3 separate regions of the Mus musculus genome follow, and regions 1 and 3 are each linked to region 2. A link is a contact called in public HiChIP or PLAC-seq data. All regions are on one chromosome and are shown on one strand. The core of a region is the stretch at or near the end of the contact, and the rest is flanking DNA. Distances in the headings are between cores, read along the strand shown. Region 1 overlaps Pvt1 (Pvt1 oncogene). Region 2 has its middle 280 kb from the start of Gm41333. Region 3 overlaps Pvt1 (Pvt1 oncogene).

Evidence for each region. HiChIP or PLAC-seq counts read pairs in DNA pulled down with a chosen protein or histone mark.
Region 1: a FOXA1 HiChIP or PLAC-seq map of pancreatic cancer cells shows a contact between it and region 2. The contact joins two enhancer-like sites. A contact is called at or near these places in 1 of 484 Hi-C or Micro-C datasets (the N1E-115 cell line) and 1 of 115 datasets of contacts at active chromatin or transcription factors (pancreatic cancer cells).
Region 3: a contact with region 2 is called in an HNF4G HiChIP or PLAC-seq map of pancreatic cancer cells. The contact joins two enhancer-like sites. A contact is called at or near these places in 1 of 484 Hi-C or Micro-C datasets (nephron progenitors) and 2 of 115 datasets of contacts at active chromatin or transcription factors (microglia and pancreatic cancer cells).

The regions. Positions count from the first base shown.
Region 1 is chr15:62,077,926-62,081,120 of GRCm38.p6, reverse strand. The region is part of intron 1 of Pvt1 (Pvt1 oncogene); the gene reads right to left. Among named protein-coding and RNA genes, the nearest start is that of Pvt1, 42 kb to the right of the region's middle. Within about 2 kb of position 1,315, at least 192 of the 459 cell types and tissues checked have an H3K27ac peak or open chromatin away from gene starts, as enhancers often do. A contact at or near this core is called in pancreatic cancer cells, where this site is marked.
Region 2 is chr15:62,390,459-62,393,939 of GRCm38.p6, reverse strand. No RefSeq gene overlaps it. Among named protein-coding and RNA genes, the nearest start is that of Gm41333, 280 kb to the left of the region's middle. Within about 2 kb of position 1,444, at least 86 of the 459 cell types and tissues checked have an H3K27ac peak or open chromatin away from gene starts, as enhancers often do. A contact at or near this core is called in pancreatic cancer cells, where this site is marked.
Region 3 is chr15:62,117,313-62,120,645 of GRCm38.p6, reverse strand. All of the region lies in intron 1 of Pvt1 (Pvt1 oncogene), which reads right to left. Among named protein-coding and RNA genes, the nearest start is that of Pvt1, 81 kb to the right of the region's middle. Within about 2 kb of position 1,460, at least 64 of the 459 cell types and tissues checked have an H3K27ac peak or open chromatin away from gene starts, as enhancers often do. A contact at or near this core is called in pancreatic cancer cells, where this site is marked.

The DNA of each region.
Region 1 (3,195 bases), core at 66-2,565, 310 kb after region 2:
TTAGAAAATGAATCATTCCTGGACACAAGAGAGTTCTGAAAGCTTCTATCAAAACCAGAAATCTGGTGGCATAGCCTATAACTGCACTAGGAAGACAGGGAAGGGGGGATCAGAAGGTTGGGAACAACCTTGTTCTACAGCAACACTCTATTAGAAATTTCCCCATCACCATCTGCCTTTATGCTACTATTCAAAATGCCCGCCTTCGAAGCGTGTCCATACCCAAAGCTCTTTCCAGCTCACTCATCACCTTCCATAGAAGGTAACAATGGCCTCCTAATCATCTCTCTAGTCATGAGGTTCCTGGTGAATTCAAAGGATGACTGTTTTCCATCTTGCCCTACAGATCTTTGAGGTCTAGCCCATCTGGCCCCAGTGGATAAGTGGTGGCTGAACACTGGACCACTTCCACAAGTGGCTCACATCAGCACTAACACATGGGTCATCAGCCTTACCTAGGAAGCCATAAAACAGACTCCTTCCCAAAGGATGGGTTAGGCTTTAGAACTAGCACTAGCCGGCAGAGGTGACTCCACCAAAGCCACATGAGCAGAGGAAAAGTTCTAGAGCCCAAACCCTTGCAGTATGTCCTGTGCTAGCACAACTATGCAACCAACCATCTTTCCACTCAGGGTCAGCTAGGGCTCTATCTCCAGTGCTACCGGACAGATACAGTATATACAGAGTCCTCCCTGCCAAGCTCCTAGCTGTTCCCTGCCCCCAACAGTTGAAAGCCCTCCTCTATCAGAGGCCAGATCGGGCCTCAGCATTCAGTCTCACCCCATAGAGAGCCTAGGCCTTCTAAAGACATTTTTATTTGTCTAAAGACATTTTACCTTGGGAGTTGGCTTCCTGCACTACAGGACAGCTGCCTTAAGAGGAAGACTCGAGGCAACCAGATTGGGTGGGGGTTTGGGGGAGGGGTGCTAAACTGAGTCAGGCAGGTCTGAGCATCAAATTCTAGATACTCTGATATTCTGACTTATGCTTCTCACTCTGCCTCTGAACTGGTATCATCTACTAGACCCCATTCCTTCAAACACCAAATGGGTATAAGGACAGTGAGATTTAATACACAAGAATTCTTCCACTTGTTCACTAAAAAAAAAAAAAAAAAAAAAAAAAAAAAAAAAAAAAAGATTGAATTCTCAAGGTAGCTTCAGGATGCTCCCAAAACACGCACGATACAAGAAAGTTGGCTGATCTTCCTGAGACGCACCTAGGGCCCAGGAATCTGCCCTACTTCACTCTTGCCCCAGCTTGCTTAATCACCGCCCTGGCTCCCTGCCTGTCAGCCAGCTGCTGACTTGAATTGAACTTTTGGATTCTGAATCCTAGCTGGCAGCCCGAGGTGTGTATCACTCCCTAGCCTACACACATAGGCCTAGAAAGGAATCAGGGTAAAAGAGTCCTTGAGGAGGACAGAGAGGGTCAAATGCCAGTGTGAACTGCCTTTAAATGCCCCAAGAGTCAGGACAGCCCATCTGGGTCCCACACAAGGGCTCACTGTTGAGTACACAGCTGTACCACTTGTGACTCAGAGAATGACTCAGCAGTCCACTAGAAGAGCATGCAGAAAAGCTTTTGAGTCACTTCTAGAAGGGGGGGGGGGGGGTGTGCCAAGCTACCAGCACAGCTCAGTCCAGAGGAATGCCCTCCCCTGCCAGCCTTGCCCACTGCCTGAGATTCATACACTCGGTATCCCAGCAGGGGCACGTGATGGGCCTGACACTGGGCCAGGCCAAATAGGCAGGGGCAACAAAAGTCCCATTTCCCGGCTGGGATGAGATCATTGTGAAGCGGGGGAGAAAGGAAGCAGGATCCAGGACCCAAGAAGGGGTGGGGATGGCCAGGAAGTCAGCAAGCATCCCTGCTAGGATAGAACAGGGAACAAAGGGGCAAAATAGAGCCTGGGCCCAAGGGCACAATGGGACCCCCAGTGTAAATTACTCTGAATGGCACACAGACTCAGAGAGTATCTTGTACCACCCCCATCCCCAACCTCCCACATTTCCCTCCTTCTTCATTCATCTTTATTTATTAGAACTCAACTTTGGTTACTCAGCCCAGCAAATACACCCCTACAGAAAGCTTCTGTCACAACCAGCTTGAGTCAAGATATACTGTGGAGACCTCTACATCAGCATGCCCCTCCCCTCCCGCAGAGTCCCTCTATTCTATTCCTTCTTTATGGGACCTGTGCAGCTCCTGCTGCAGCTCTTCCATACAGACTTCCAGGAGAAGTGAGAAACTTGCTTTCTTTCTCAGCAACCTCTAGGTTGGCAAAGTCACAAGAGCATTGCCCTACAAGCTGAAGAGCATGCTCTATATTAGAGCAAAGGCGGGCCAAGCCCCTGGAGGGATCACTATCAAAGAGCATCCAGGTCATTCACTTAAGGCTGGGCATGGTGGCCACATACCCTTGGCCCCAGTGTTTGAGAGGCAGAGGCAGGACAATCTTTGAGTTAGAGACTAGCCTGGCCTTCATAGCAAGCTCAAGGACAGCCAGGACTACTTAGAGACCCTGTCTCAAAAATAGAGAGAAAGAGAGAAAGAGAGAGAGAAAGAAAGGAAGGAAGGAAGGAAGGAAGGAAGGAAGGAAGGAAGGAAGGAAGGAAGGAAGGAAGGAAGAAAAAAGAGGGAGAGAGGGAGGGAGGGAGGGAGGGAGGGAGGGAGGGAGGGAGGGAGGGAGGGAGGGAGGGAGGAAGGGACCAGAAGTTGAGAAAGGTAGGTAGTCACCTATGTCTTCCTGATAATAAGGAATGGCCAATGGCCTCAGCTCATTTTACTCAGCCTTGTTTTGGTTCTCTGGCTTTACCTCCTCGTCTTGCTGAGATGCTGCAAAGTATACCATTCAATTGTTTTATATATATATATATATATATATATATATATATATATATATATATATTTTTTTTTTTTGTTTTGTTTTTTTTTGTTTTTGTTTTTGTTTTCCGAGACAGGGTTTCTCTGTATAGCCCTGGCTGTCCTGGGACTCACTTTGTAGACCAGGCTATATTAATAAACTCAAGGAAAAATCTCAATCCTATGAGACAGACGTCACTGTGGCTTGCTATTTTATAGAGGGATTGAACAGAGACCCAGAACAGTTAATTACATTCACAGTGACATTCGAACCTAAGTGACTCACATCCGAGTACCAAGCTCTACACCTCACTTCCTATTAGCCCCACA
Region 2 (3,481 bases), core at 195-2,694:
TACATACACACAAATGCACACATATATTTGCATATATACATATAAGCATATGTATATGTATACAACTCAATAGAAAATGGACTCATGCACCTTCCTCCATGGATCTCCAAGGTGACAAAGCATCAATTGCATGATCACTTGAAGGAAGGTGACCCATATGCTACACACTTGCAACAGCGGGGAATCCAGCTAAGTTCTTCTCACCCTCCTTTTTAACTGGTGATTGTTGGCAAGTTTCACAAAACCAGAACATGGTTATCAAGTGGCAAGAATTGGGAAATTTAATTGGTTTCCCAATGATTAATAGTTGTTAGATGGTTAACCCTGTGGAACCGAAATGACTCACCAGCATCCTTGACTTACTGCTCTTGGTTTCATTAGCCTCGTTCCCCCCTTGCTGTGGTCCCCCTAGGAGGCCTTTGCTGAGCTCCTAGTATGTGTCTGGGGAAGCCACCAACTCCTGATGGCCCTAAAGGCCTCTTTCCTTTTTCTCATTTCTTTTTCTGTGGTGTCAGAGATAGAACACGGGGCCTCTCAAATGCTAGGCACACACTCTACTCTGAGCTCAGTCTTTGAGTTCTCTTTAGACAGGAGGTTACTATGTAGCCCAGATAAGCATAAAAGTTGTAGACCAAGCTAGACTTGGGCTTGAAATATCCTAATTGCCATGTAAGTGATACTGGGGTGCTTCTCTCTGTCTCTGTCTGTCTCTTTCTGTGTGTCTCTATCTCTCTGTCTTTCTGTCTCTCTGTCTGTTTGTGAATGAGTGTGTGTGTTTGTGTGTGTCTCAGCAGCTGAATAAAACACTCCTAGTTCCTGCTATGCTTCACACTCCGGGGTTCAACATTGAAGCTACTGATTGTGGTGATAACAGCAAGGAGGTACTAAAAGGACTGCCTCAGAACAATGCTCTTCATTCAGCTGGGTGGTTCACAGTCTGAATGTGAAGAAACTGGGCTCTCTGCATATTTCAAGAAGAAAGGACCTTAATACAGGAAACTAAAAGCACAACTGTTGTATAGGCTCATAATGACAAGGGACTCTGAAATGGCAGGAACTCAGGAAGCAGTGTGGACACAGATAAACCTCAACATGGGCAAAAAGAAGCAAATGGCAACATCCCATACCTCCTGCATGTGCTCCACTACAGCTACTAAGAATAGAGGCCATTGTTTCTTCACGACTTTCTAGTGAAAGTTGAGGAAATCTGGCCCAGAGGCAGAGTTCTCACATACAGGCAAGAACATAGGCAGAAGGAAGGAAGGGGTGTTGTTGGTTGGTACTCCAACATACTGAGAAATCTGAGAAGACTTCCCAAAGAATGTGGTGCAGAAGGCACAGTTTTGAAAACTTGAGGTCAGCCAAGCCTTGACTTGGTCAGTGATTCATCAGAGGAGTTTCCCTTTCTAGACTGCAGGATCCCAAAGTACGGAAGTGCACCCTTCCCGAGAAGAACTGCTCTTATGCAACTAAATGAAGAGGGAGCCATAAATAGCTTGGTTTGTTTCCTTCCTGGGGAAAGAGATGTAGAAGTTAGTTATTAAAGGAAAAATCAATAACCATCGTCATTGAAACTGTAAGTATAGAAGGGGCTTCTCTCCCAATATACTGTACAGGTAGTTGGGAATTGTGTTAAGAAAAGATTGTTCAAGGTAGGAAAGCCTGTTAATTACAATGACAGCAGAGCACTGAATAGAGATGAGATCCCTAGGTCCTCTCTGGATATAAGCACCACCTCCCTTTTCGGTCCCAGTTTCTTTCTTTCCAGAAATACATCAGGAACAAACTCTCCAGAGAACCATTCCATTGACAGCTTACCTAGCACACAGGCCTCCGAGTTTAGATAGATTTAGCTCATTGTTCTTTGAAAACAAGGACCTAGCAGTGACAAGTACCTCCCACATCTCTTGCTAAGAGCTCTGGACAGCCCTGCCTTTGAATTCTGCAAGAGTCTTTGAGCTAAGTCTTTTACCCACATCTTCCTCATGAGGAAGCATGAACTAGGAAGGGTAGACTCGAACATCTGCTGCTGCATACCAAAGCTCAAGCCCAGAGGTGAGGAATAATTGAAGAAAGGAAAGTCCCTTATTGTATCTCTATTATAAGGTAACTGAATTCTAGTGGGTGTTTCTCAGTCACCTTACAGAATCATGAGGAACATTGAGTTGCTCTGTGGCTGTTTTTCCTACCTTTTATACCATGACCAAATAGGCAATAGTGGTGGCTCACCTTTCCCAAGAAGAGTAGACATCTTTGAGATTCCACAGTTACCTCCCAAACTCCATCTGCATTATTGTCTCAGAAGTATAGATTTAAACATTTAGTTGGTTCTTATAGACTAAAATTCACATGGCTTTCAAAGTTTTTGTTGTTGTTGTTGTTGTTGTTGTTGTTGTTGTTGTTGTTGTTGTTGTTGTTGTTGTTGCTGTTGCTGCTGCTGCTGCTGCTGTTACTGCTGCTGCTGCTGGGGGGGGGGCTGTTGTTGTTGATAATGATGATGTTGTTGTTTTTATTTTTCAGATATAACTTACCTTCCAGGGCTTTCTTCCTTGTTAGTTTTTATATTCTTCAACTTTCATTATGTATTAGAAAAATGCTCATCTTAGTGAACAGAACCTAGAGATACACCTCAAAAATAAAGCTACGAACACATTACAAAGACATGACCCTTGCTTCTTCCATTGGACAATGAGTTTATCACATTCTTTTTCCCTATCATGCCCCGTCTTACCTTGCATTTGTTACTAGTTCTGTGACGTTCCAGATCATTTTCACATTAAGATTTGAAACATTATAAACACTGTTTTCTCCATGACGTTGGAGATTTAATTCCGTTCTCTAATTGAAACAGTGACTTTAAGATTGTGTTCCTCCTCAGTGCTTAGTGTAACTTTTTACTGGCCCCTCTCATTTGGACTATTCTTATGTCTACTCTTTGGACAGCATAGATAAGTGTTTTTGGAGGCTAGTTTATAAATATATGTGTTGTCTCTTTTGCTAACCCATTCTGTATATATGGATACTAACTAGAATAAAAATAGACTATTCGTCAAACAGTATTATGTGTTTTCTGTCATTCAGTATGCCAGGAAGAACAAGACCCCGGTTAGGTTAATGTTTGTCATCATAGTAGGATATATGCCTGGGTGTTGATACAATTTTGTTTTTAATCTCTGTAGGCTGAAGTTTGTACCATGCCACACAGATGTAAGATTGATTCTTGAGGTTAACTAAATTGCAGTCAAGTCTCTGTCCTCCATAAGTATCCTGCCCTCTAACTCAGCAATGCTAACTGTGTTTCATGGCTGCTTGTACTCTCTCCCTATGTTTCTGAAACATCTGTCATTGTTAATCCTTGTTCCCCCTCCCAAAGTTCAAAGAAAGTTCATCAACTATGTTCCCCACATGAATGGCACACCTTCACAGAACACTACTGCTTCCTACCCTTCCTTGTCCCCACAAAGGTTTAATTGTTTATCAT
Region 3 (3,333 bases), core at 211-2,710, 270 kb after region 2:
CTTCCTTCCTTCCTCCCTCCCTCCCTCCCTCCCTCCCTCCCTCCCTCCCTCCCTCCCTCCCTCCCTCCCTTCCTTCCTTCCTTCCTTCCTTCCTTCCTTCCTATTGTTTTTTTCCCCCTAAGCCTAGATGTCAATTTATCCAAGCTGGCCTTGAATTTCCTATGGAGCACGAGTTAGATCGATCTTCAATCTCAAAGGCAGATTATAAACATGTCTTCCATGCTCAGAACTACAGTGAAAGGTCCCATCCTGTGTGCATCTACTGAGTGCTTCAGTGATCAGCTGTCCCTCACCCCACAGAGATCCCTGCACATATTGAACTTGTTTGTGCCTGCATCTCCTCCATGGTCCTTGAACCAATCTCCTAAATTAGCTTGGAGAATAAAGAATCTAGACTCCTATGCTACCAGAGCACAAGCTACAAATGGCCAGGTTAGGTTCACTCTGCCTTCATCCCATGCCCCACACCCACACATCTCTGCAAATACCTTCATAACTACATGGCTGCTTTTTCATTGAATTTGAGGAGCAGGAGGTAGGACTTTTGGGAATGATCCTATGAATACAGGGGCAGCAGCCACTTATTCCCTCAGTGGTACTCTGGATCAGAAACAGCCGCAGAGAGGAAGAAGAAAAGGAAGAGATGGCCTGTGTAGTCTAGTACACACTCATATACACTTAAAAGTGTCAAACAGGGCTCTGGAGAGTTCTTTGGCAAACATGAACTCACCCCAGATAAATGGCTCTGAATAGGCAGTGGATCCAAAGCTACCACTTCTCCCCGGAAATGTTCAGTCTCATGGGAGAGACAGGACACCTCAAAGAAAAGGACACAGTGGCCGTGAGCTGAGAGGCAGAGCAGCTGAGTCTGTCAAGGAAGCCAGAAGGGGATTTACAGACACTGTGGCAGGTGTGAAACCAAGATCAGGTGGAGACGGGGATCAGCTGGAAGAGTCAGGAAACTAGCCGAACAGTCTGCTGGATGGCAGCTTTGGTGATGAGGCTGGTGTACCTCTGAGACAGCGTTCCTTACTTCTTCACTGGGACACTGACGGTGGTGGCCTCTTCTACTACACCTCAAGGAGTCTTTCCAAGAGTTGTAACACACTGCAGCCCTCCAAAATAGAGTGTCCCATCGGAAGTCCCATGAAGGGTTAAGAAATGGATGTGGGAAGATGGAGAAGGCAATTGCATCCATGCCCCTAACAGACCAGCCTCCGAAAAACATGAAGCCCTAGATGCCAGAGAATGACTGTGCCCTGTAGATTTGTACTAAGCTTTCACCTCGATATATCACCCAAAGAAAGAAAACTGGGAGGGGGGTGCGAATTCCAAAAAGATGACGCAGCCCTAAAAATCAAGATAGAGAATGCCCCGAGCAACTCATAGCACGGAATAACTGAAATGGAATTTCCTCCCCGTCAGTGGAAGGCACAGGTTCTCAACTCCAGCGAGGGGGGCCCCGGAGCCAGCCATGTGAATCAGCTCCTTGTTTGCAGTTCCAGGGAACCAGAGTCAGGAAGGGGCTGGGTGTGGAATGTGTACTTTCTTCAGCTATCACTCTCCCCCCACACACACACACCCCTCCCCTTCTGTTTACACCCTCAGTAAGACTGCGGCTTGGGCTACCCCACATGTAGAATCGCTGAGGTGATCATTCAAAAGAAGTCCTTCTGGGCTGGGAAGTAACTCAGTACAAAATCCAGAAGAACTGGATTCGATGCATAGCACCTAATAAAACCAGACTATGTGGTGCAAACTTGTGATCACAGCAACCAGGAGATAGAGGCTGAAGCTTAGAGTCATTCTCTGCTGTCCATTAAGTTTGAGGCTAGCCTGTGGTACCTGAGACCCTGTCTCAAGTGGGATGGGTTGGTGGGGGGGGGGGGGGACTAGACAGGGTGCTGATTTAAACTGGTGAGGATTTAGTAGGAAAATGCCAGAACTTTCTGGCTTCCTCTCCTCAATCTGATCATTGGAGGCGCCATGTAATCAGCTAGGAATCCAGGAAAAACGGTCTGAACTAGAGAGCAAGGAGCAAGCTTCCTCTTCCACCAGCCCTGCCTGTCACACCTGCATTCACTGTCCCCTAGCAGACAAAAAGGCACAGCCTCCAGTCATCCTCCTGAGCACTGGCTGGCTTAGGTTTATGACTTCCAGAGACTGCGGGAGAGCAGTGACTATAAACAGAAAAGGCCCTGTCACTTCCACAGGCTTCAGGTATCCAGCCTCTTGCTGGTAGTCAGAGTGTCTTCTGAGGGCCCTTGATGTCTGAATCTGCAGGAAGCAGCAACCTGCCACCTACGGACTAAACGTGGACACTTGTTGGGTAGCAAGCAGATGATGGAGAAAGGTGTGTCCAGAAGCCCCAGGGAAGGGATCCCATCTTAGAGTGCGTGCTAGCTGGGGACTGGACCCCTCCCATCTTCCATTTCAACACTTGCAGGATGACGATTATACAGCTTTTTCACCTTTGGAACTGCTAGGAAAATTAAATCGAACACTGGCACATTGGGAATGTCCAATAAAGTAGAACATGTAAAATCCTGGACGTTGGTGTCCACCCAGACACCATGCCATTTGATATATATGTGAGAACCGGGTTCACATCAGCCCACAGAAGCATCAGGAAGGCATTGGCTTCATCAGACAACAAAACTAAGCCACTTTCCTCAGTCTTACATGGGAAGCAGAGGGCATCAGATATGTCAGTTAAGCCGTTTATCGCTGGTTCATCACACCACGGAGGGGGGCCAATCTGATCAGCCCCACCTGAATTCCCCCAGTTTTCTCTTTCCCCCTCCCCGTTGTTTGTCGTTATCTAAACATTTATCATCCCCAGGAAGATGCAAATGCTATGTGAATTCACAATGCACTGTCAGCCGAAACCCTCCCAGCCATTTGGAGGATTTATCTTCGTGCTAACCAGGAGAACAAATGAAACCCAGGAAAATCTTAATTAACTCCATAAGCATCAGCCGGGTATTTCTTCCCCCCAGCTCACCCCCATCTTGTGGTTAATCAAGGAAGACTGGGAAGCTACAAAAACAACCTACATAGTTATGACTAGGTACGTAGGACAGGGCAAGGAAGGAGCTCCCATTGGAAAAAGGACTAACCCATCTCATGTGCAAGCTCCTGACCCTCTCTCTGTGAGGTCACTTGTAAATTGGTAACCTGATGATAATGAGACTCTGTCCAAGTCCCTTGGTTTGTGTTAGGCCTGTCCTAATTGTATCTGGTTTAACCCCCAAACTCTTCCCTGAGAGAGACCCTGTTACCACCCATTTTATACGTGGAGAAACAGAAGCCATGATGAGTGACTTGCCTGAG